Regions from separate parts of the Pan troglodytes genome. Here all the other regions are linked to region 3. Evidence: chromatin contacts called from public HiChIP or PLAC-seq data. All regions are on one chromosome and are shown on one strand. Each heading gives the region's core, a stretch centred on a gene start, on an enhancer-like site or on the middle of the called end of the contact. The rest is flanking DNA. Distances are from core to core; before and after follow the strand shown. Region 1 holds the start of PWP2 (PWP2 small subunit processome component). Region 2 holds the start of GATD3 (glutamine amidotransferase class 1 domain containing 3). Region 3 holds the start of RRP1 (ribosomal RNA processing 1).

Region 1 (2,790 bases), core at 172-2,671, 320 kb before region 3:
TCAGAAGTGTGGTAAGCCAGCATCCTATTTACTAACTCACGAGCACGAGCGTTCACTGGAGACTGCCATGCGCACAGACACGCACACCTTATATTCTCTCTCTAGCAGGAGGGGGATGGGAAGTGTGGGAGGAGGGGCTACTTTAGAGGGCGGTCACGGAGAGGCACCTGGAAGGGTCACCTGAGCTGGAATCTAAATGGGAAGGCACCAGCCAGGCCCTGAAGCTGTGAGTGGGCAGCGCCCTCAGGACCTCAGGGAGGAGCTTGGTCAGCAGAAGGACTTCAAGCGGCCAGGCAGGCTCCAAGGCACATTTTTTGCCACCTTGCAGTAGGAATGTGGAGCGGATGAAGTCCTGGCCTGTGAGGACGTGGATATGGTTTCTGGTTTGGTGCTGGGCACACAGCGGTGCCTCCACCAGCACAGGGGACACAGGAGCAGCACTCTGAGGGGCCAGTGCCACGCCCAGTTTCGGACAGGACAAGTGTAGTACACGGTGGGCTCAGCAGCAGGCGGCCCGTGCAACCCTGGAAGCGCAACGGTCAGGGCCACTGTGGGAAACACAGGCGTCCCCATAACCAGCCAGCTGTAGCAAACGCTTCAGAGACCCCCAGGCCGGCTCCGCGGCCCCCTCTTATTACCTGTCTCACCCGCCTCCCGCACTTCACATCTGGGACAAGTCTTCCCTGGCTCTCAAAGCTGAGGGCGTCCGCCTCAGGAATTCCCTCCGGCCTCGGGAAACAGAGCTCACACCTGGGTTCCCCGCCCTTCCGCTCACCTGGACGCTCGCACGTTAGGGGGCAGCCCCGGGCCCCGGGTCCCTGCTGTTCTCACCCCGCCTGCGCGCGCCCGCGTCCCCGCCCCGTCCCACCTCCTCATCCCTCCCGAGGGTGCTGTGCCCTCCCCGACTGCACCAACTCCAGCCTTTAGGTTGGGCCATACTCAGGTTAAAAATATCCCGGGACCCCGACAAATGTCCCTGTTCCCTCCGAGAAGCCGTCGGCGCCTCCGTCCCAGCTCTCCCAGGAGCCCCACCACAGCCCCGCGTCCCCGAGGCCATGGGCGCGCAGACAGCCGGCGACCCCCACGCGGCCAGACGCCGCAAAAGCAGACCACGCGCCCCCAGCCCGCCCGGAGCCAGCTCAGGCGCCGTCCACCGGAAGAGCCGCGCCGATCCAACAGACCGCCCGCCGCCCGCGCTCACCCGGTAAGCGAACTTCATCACGGCCGTCGCACGTGTGCCGCAGCTCAACCCGGCGGCCGCCCACAGAGACACTTCCCGGGGGTCCGCGCGGCACCGCCCACAGCACGCACTTCCGGGAAGCGACGGCGTGCACCGCCCACAGCGCGCGCGCCCGGGACGGGGTCGCGCACCACCGTCCGCAGCGGCCCAGGAGGCAGGAGGAGCTGCGTCGCCCTCGCCCCGCCCCGAGGCGGAGTTTGAACGCAAGAGGCCCAACCCCTCCCAAGGCGGGGCCTTCTCCGGGCCCCGCCCACACCCCGGAGCCACACAGCAGGGCGCCTCTTAGGCGCGCTCCAGCGCTGGGCGCGCTCCGCACGGACGCCCAGCCTGGCACAGCAGCGTCCACAACATCTGAGAGCGCTCTGCACACCCAAATGTCTTCGTTCTTGTGAACTATTGGGTAAGGAATTATGAATAAAGTTCCGAATGCTGGCCGGTGCGGTGGCTCACGCCTGGGAGACTGAGGCGGGTGGATGACCTGAGGTCAGCAGTTCGAGACTAGCCTGGCCAACATGGTGAAACACCATCTGTACTGAAGTACAAAAATGAGGCGCATGCCTGTAGTCCCAGCTACTCGGGAGGCTGAGGCAGGAGAATGGCTTGAACCTGGGAGGCGGAGGCTGCAGTGAGCCCAGATCGCGCCATTGCACTCCAGCCTAGGCAACAGAGCATGACTGTCTCAAAAAAAAAAAAAAAAAAAAAAAAAAAAAAATCCGAATGTTTCCCAAAAGGCAAATAATCTATGCCCAAGAGTCAGGAACAAGGACTAGGGAGATAAAACAATAAAATCTTCACATTACATACTGTTGTCACACCATGTCGCAGCAAAAGATCCAGTGCAAAATAGTTTCTTCTTAAAATGTGTATTTTCAGAATTACAATGCTTACATTTTAAACAGTCTTAATACAATGGTTTTAATCTAACAATATATTACATAATATGAAAAATGACTTTTCATAGTAAACCATGAAAATGGAATACCTGCAGTGTCAAAGTCACCAACTTGTCACCTTTTCCAGTCACAGAATCCCAACACATTGTATTAATGATGCCTGGGGGGGGTCTTACAGCCTGATGTATATAGGATGAATAAATGTAGAGAAAGGAGCATTTTCATGAAAAATAAAATTTAAAAACCAGGTAGGATTTATTTTAAAGAACACAGTTGAAAGTAAAACATTTACATCAGCCCAGTTTGCCCTTTTATAAAAAGTAGTATAGCTTTTCATTTTATATACAAACCTGCAGTGTCTGATTTCATTTTAAAACTTAATTTTAAGCACTAAAGAAAATTTGAATAGAAGCCTGTGTGTATTTTCTCTGCTAATTCTGTATGGGATATCTGGCATCTCCACTAAGAGTAATTAATACAGGAATCTGACCCTCCTAGGCTGTGCTGACAATGGAACTGTTGTAGGTAAAGTCATTTTCAGATTAAATACAACAATTTCCACATTAGAATCAGAAGAGTTATAATTTTTCCAATCATAGGACATCCCATGAAATTCACAAAAATTATAACATTTTATTTTCCATTTGACAGTATTTA
Region 2 (2,700 bases), core at 23-2,522, 350 kb before region 3:
GTTACATAAACAGTAACCTGTCTAGGACCCAGAAATACCACGCAACTGTTAAAATGATGTTGAGAACTGAATGAATGGGAATTACTTCCCATGCGTCAGAAACATTTGCAAAACACGGGTGAGTGTGATCTCAGTGTTTTCAAAATGTGTGTGTCCTGAAAAACACTCAAATGAAATGCTAAGTCATTTCTAGGCTCTAGATGACAGTATAAGCGACACTTAAAAACTGTTCTTCCTTAGCGTCTCCCTGGGTTTTGCGAGTCGTTTTTGCTTTTTTTTAGCCAAGGATAGGGTATTTAAAATACAAGCTCTCTCGGCCGGGTGCAGTGGCTCATGCCTGTAATCCCAGCACTTTGGGAGGCCAAAGCGGGAGGATCACTTGAGGTCAGGAGTTTGAGACCAGCCTGGCCAACATGGTGAAACTCCGTATCTACTAAAAATACACAAATTAGTTGGGTGTGGTGGTGCATGCTTGCAGTCCCAGCTACTCGGAAGGCTGAGGCAGGAGAATCGCTTGAACCCAGGAGGCGGAGGCCGCAGTGAGCCAAGGTCGCGCCATTGCACTCCAGACTGGGCGCTGTCTCAAAAGACAAAAAGTAAAAATAAAATAAAATACATGCTTTCTCTAAGCTGTTCAAAAAAGAGTAAACTTCACTGGTGGAGAGGCCTTCTCGAGGCCCCCGGGGTGGAGGACCAGCTGCCCCTGAGGACTTACGCCGAGGCCTCGTGGATCTCGGTCCCATCGTAGACTCCGCATCCAGACAGCACCTGCGAGAGGAGCGGGAGCTGACCCGGGGGAAAGGGGCCGACCTGGGCGGCGGGAGTTGACTGGGGGGAAAGGGGCCGACCTGGGCCGCGGGAGCTGACCCGGGAAAATGGGGCCGACCTGGGCCGCAGGAGGTGACTCGGGGTGAAGGAGCCGACGTGGGGCGGCGGGAGCGGACCTAGGAAGAGGGGCCGACCTTGGGCAGAGAACAGCGAAGGCTGATCTCTGGAGGCGGGAGCTGACCTCACCCCCTCCGTCCACTCACCAGCGCGACCCTGGCCGCGGGGCGCGGCACGGAGAGGTGAAGGGCTGCGCGCTGGGAAGGCGTCCGACCGCCGGGGGACAGGGACGTGAATGCAGATGCCGCAGCGAGCCTCGAGGCCACCAGGGCCCTCACAGCCGCCATTGCGGTGAGGACAGCGGGGTCGGAAGGTCACGCAGGCACAGAGCGTGCGCACCCACCCGTCTACAAACGCGTTGCTCGTCGGGACCGCGCCTGCGCAGCCTTCGGGGCGGAGCCAAGACCCGCCCCCGTCTCAGCCCTATCCAGTGAGTGCGCCGGTGGGCGGGCCCGCGCCTGCGCAGAGCCTCCGAATAGAGTTCCGGGAACCCTGTCTTCCTTCCGGTGGTGGCTGAGGGCTCGTGCTCGAGGCTGAGGGATGCTGGTGACTCCCGGGGCCCCCAGCCCCGCCCCCATCGGACGCCTCCACAGGCGGCGCACCCTTTCCGCCATCCGCAGAGCAGTCTTGCCTCGGGGCGGCTCAGTCCGGCGCTTCTTACCTTACCTCCGTCTCATCCTTAACTCACCACGAGCATCCAGGGTCCACATCCTCCTAAATGGCCACTCGTCTTAATCTCGGCGTCAGGACCCACGCGGGGTCAGGACTACCCCTCCGCTTCCATGACTGTCTCCTCGCGGCTCCGGCTCCCACGGAGCGACCCCTCCGGGTTTTACTGACCCCGGGATGTTCTATCCTGGAAACTGCAGTTCCACCCAGGGGCTTGATCTGGGTTAGTCTGGGGGCAAGTGAGCCGCCGATTCTGTTTGGGTTTTTTTTTTTTTTGAGGCGGAGTTTCCCTCTTGTTGCCCGGGCTGGAGTGCAATGGCGCGAAGTCGGCTCAACGCAACCTCCGCCTCCCAGGTTCAAGCGACTCTCCTGCCTCAGCCTCCCGAGTAGCTGGGACTACAGGCATGCGCCACCACGCCAGGATAATTTTGTATTTTTAGTAGAGACGGGGTTTCTCCATGTTGGTCTGGCTGGTCTTGAACTCCCGAGCTCAGGTGATCTGCCCGCCTCGGACTCCCAAAGTGCTGGGATTACAGGCGTGAGCCACCATTCCCGGGCGCTGTTTGGGTTTGTTTTTTTGTTTTTGTTTTTTACGTTCACAGCATGGACGGTCAGTGTGAAGATCCCAGCTGCTCGGGTCCTAGCTGGAATTCTTCCATTAAAAAAATCTATTTGTTATGCATGGGTTAGTTCACAGAGGAATAGCTGGATAAGTGCTGGCTTTTTCCCCGATTTACCCATTTTCAACCTAATAATTCAGGTTTTTGAAATAATGTGAATGGTTACTGCTGGCGGATGTTCACAGGGACACACTGGATTCTACAGACACATCTGATGATCTAGCCACGGCTGTCACTTTCCCCACTGCCGCGTTGTCCATCACTAGGACTTTACTGCCAATCCTCGCAAGATAGTGGGGAACTAGAATAACAGACATGGGACATTACCAGTTACAACCAAAGACAAGCTTGGCACATTTGACTGTCCTCGTTCCTGCTCCTCCGTGCCTGGCCCTCTTCAGGCTTCTCAGCTCCTGGGGAGCGGCCAGCCAGGGAGCATCAGCTGGTGGGAGCGATGGGGTTGTGGGATGGCACAAAAAAACACCAAGCGCCACTCAGAAAGGAAATGCCGAATGCAGACTCTCAC
Region 3 (2,700 bases), core at 22-2,521:
TTCTTTCTTTTCTTTTGCGATGGAAATGGAGTCTTGCTATGTTGCCCAGGCTGGACTCCTGGGCTTTTGTGATCCTCCCCCATCGACATGCCAAGTAGCTGGGATTACAGGCTTGGGCCACTGCGCCCGGCATAGAACGTGTATTTCTAACAAATGTCCAGGGGATGCTACTGCTGTTGGGGGACCACGCTCGGAGAACCACCGGGTACCATGAACAAGAAGTAGATTCTCGGCCCTCAGAGAGGTACCCTCGAGTGGAAATCCGAAAACAATCCAATAATTAACGCAAACAGAAAACTGCAAACAGTGGGAAATGCTGCCATGAGGGAAAAATACTGGGTGCCCAAACAGCAGGGCAGCAGGAGTACATGGTCTACTGGAGGGAGGGGACGCCTGAGCTAGGAAAGGGGTTAGGGGGCTGGGGAGGAGCGTTCTCGCAGAGGGACCAGAAGTCACCGCACCACGAGGGAAAGCGGCGGCGGGGGCCGTGGGCCGGTAACAGCGGGAACAGGCCCGTGGACCCCGCCTGCCCGGCCCGGCCACGTGGAGGTTCCACAGGGCTCGGAGGGCCCCCAGCTCCGGCCGCCGCCGCCCACACCCGCACCAGCCCAGCCGGCCCCCGAGACGCCAGCCGCCCACACCCCCGCCAACCTGCGGCCCGCTGAGTCCTGGCGACGATGTATTTCCGGAGCTTCCTCACCGCCCGGTCCCGGGTCACCTGCTCATTCCCCGCCAGGCGCTGAGCCAGCTGGATCTCAGGCGGGAGCTGCACGCGCGAAACCATGACGCCGACGGCCGAGACCCCCTGTCCCGGAGTCGCCTGGTACCCAGCACACTGAGCACGCGCCTCCTGCGCCCGCCTCCTCCTGGCCCCGGCGCGTGGCGTGACGTCACAGCCCGCGACACCGCCCAGGCGCACGCCACCGCCGCGCAGTGGCCGAGCCGCGCAACTGCAGCCCCCGGAGGCCGAAGGCTACAGAGGGGGCGCGCGCTCCCTGCCTGTGCGCATGGGCGGAACCAGCGAGCGCGCGCCTGCGCCTGCGCCTCGCTGGGGCTGCGGTGGGTCGGGATTCTGAGGCAAAAATCTGTTGTTTTTAATCTCATTTTATTTATAACCCCACTTGTATTTTTTTCCTGAGACAGGGTCTCGCTCTGTTACCCACGCTGGAGTGCAAGGCGCGATCTCGGCTCACTGCAGCCTCTGCCTCGCGGGCTCCAGGGATCCCCCAGCCTCAGCCTCCCGAGGAGCTGGGACCACGGGCGCCACCACTGTCGGCTCGAAACTTTTATTTTTAAAACCAGGGGTGTGCCGGGCGCGGTGGCTCACGCCTGTAATTCCAGCACTTTGGGAGGCTGAGGCGGGTGGATCACGAGGTCAGGAGTTTGAGACCAGCCTGACCAACATGGTGAAACCCTGTCTCTACTAAAAATACAAAAATTAGCCAGGCGTAGTGGCGGGCGCTTGTAATCCCAGCTACTCAGGAGGCTGAGGCAGGAGAATTGCTTGAATCCGGGAGGCGGAGGTTGCAGTGAACCGAGATTGCGCCGCTGCACTCCAGCCTGGGCGACGACAGAGTGAGACTCTGTCTCAAAAAACAAAACAAAAAAAAACCGGGGAGGCTGCATTTGGCCTAGGGCCATAGTTTGACATACCCTGAAGCAGAAAAATGTTCTTTATTTTTAGAAATAACTGCAGAACTTTTTGGTAAAGGTGACCTGTTATGATGTCTGTAATTCATTCTGCAAAAAAGTAAATCATTACACGCACATATGTGTATGCAGATAAGCAACTATGGCACACTGTTAACAATTGTGGCGTTGGCCGGGCGCGGTGGCTCACGCCTGTAATCCCAGCACTTTGGGAGGCCGAGGCGGGCGGATCATGAGGTCAGGAGATCGAGACCATCCTGGTTAACACAGTGAAACCCCGTCTCTACTAAAAACACATAAAATTAGCTGAGCGTGGTGGCGGGCGCCTGTAGTCCCAGCTACTCAGGAGGCTGAGGCAGGAGAATGGCGTGAACCCCGGAGGCGGAGCTTGCAGTGAGCCGAGATCGCACCACTGCACCCCAGCCTGGGTGACAGAGTGAGACTCCGTCTCAAAAAAATACAATTGTGGCGTCTACAGGTCTTCATTGACCTATCTTCTGACATTTTCTATGTATGAAATTTTTCATAAAAAGTTGAAAAGGCTGGGAGTGGTGGCTCATGCCTGTAATCCCAACCATCACTTGGGGAGGCCAAAGCAGGTGGATCACCTGAGGTCAGGAGTTTGAGACCATCCTGGCCAACATGATGAAACCCCATCTCTACTAAAAATACAAAAATTAGCTGGGTGTGGTGGTGAGCACCTGTAATCCCAGCTACTCAGGAGGCTGAGGGAGGAGAATTGCTTGAACACAGGAGGCGGAGATTGCAGTGAGCCAAGATCATGCCACTGCACACCAGCCTGGGCGACAGATTTTGAAACTCTGTCAAAAAAAAAAAAAAAAAAAAGTTAGGAAACATTTAGCAACTGGTTTTAGAATCTGAATTAGTTCTTTTTGTTGTTGTTGTTGTGGTTGAGACAGAGTTTCGCTGTGTTGCCCAGGCTGGAGTGCAGTGGCACGATCTTGGCTCACTGCAACCTCCACCTCCAGGATTCAAGCAATTTCTGGCTGATTTTTGTGTTTTTAGTAGAGATGGGGTTTCACCATGTTG

Evidence for each region. HiChIP or PLAC-seq counts read pairs in DNA pulled down with a chosen protein or histone mark.
Region 1: a contact with region 3 is called in an H3K4me3 HiChIP or PLAC-seq map of stem cell-derived excitatory neurons, with 4 times the contacts expected there. The contact joins the promoter of PWP2 here to the promoter of RRP1 in region 3. A contact is called at or near these places in 1 of 7 Hi-C or Micro-C datasets (stem cell-derived neural progenitor cells) and 1 of 1 datasets of contacts at active chromatin or transcription factors (stem cell-derived excitatory neurons).
Region 2: an H3K4me3 HiChIP or PLAC-seq map of stem cell-derived excitatory neurons shows a contact between it and region 3, with 2.0 times the contacts expected there. The contact joins the promoter of GATD3 here to the promoter of RRP1 in region 3. A contact is called at or near these places in 1 of 7 Hi-C or Micro-C datasets (induced pluripotent stem cells) and 1 of 1 datasets of contacts at active chromatin or transcription factors (stem cell-derived excitatory neurons).

What each region holds. Positions count from the first base shown.
Region 1 is chr22:44,701,858-44,704,647 of NHGRI_mPanTro3-v2.0_pri, reverse strand. PWP2 (PWP2 small subunit processome component) reads right to left here and starts at 1,421. Exons shown (of 21, transcript XM_531577.8): 1 at 1,202-1,421. The coding sequence starts at 1,219. It overlaps TRAPPC10 (trafficking protein particle complex subunit 10), which reads right to left. Exons shown (of 23, transcript XM_054675317.2): 23 at 2,088-2,790.
Region 2 is chr22:44,729,124-44,731,823 of NHGRI_mPanTro3-v2.0_pri, reverse strand. It overlaps GATD3 (glutamine amidotransferase class 1 domain containing 3), which reads right to left and starts at 1,272. Exons shown (of 6, transcript XM_054675320.2): 1 at 1,032-1,272; 2 at 716-768. The coding sequence starts at 1,172.
Region 3 is chr22:44,380,038-44,382,737 of NHGRI_mPanTro3-v2.0_pri, reverse strand. It overlaps RRP1 (ribosomal RNA processing 1), which reads right to left and starts at 1,271. Exons shown (of 14, transcript XM_016938625.3): 1 at 652-1,271. The coding sequence starts at 784.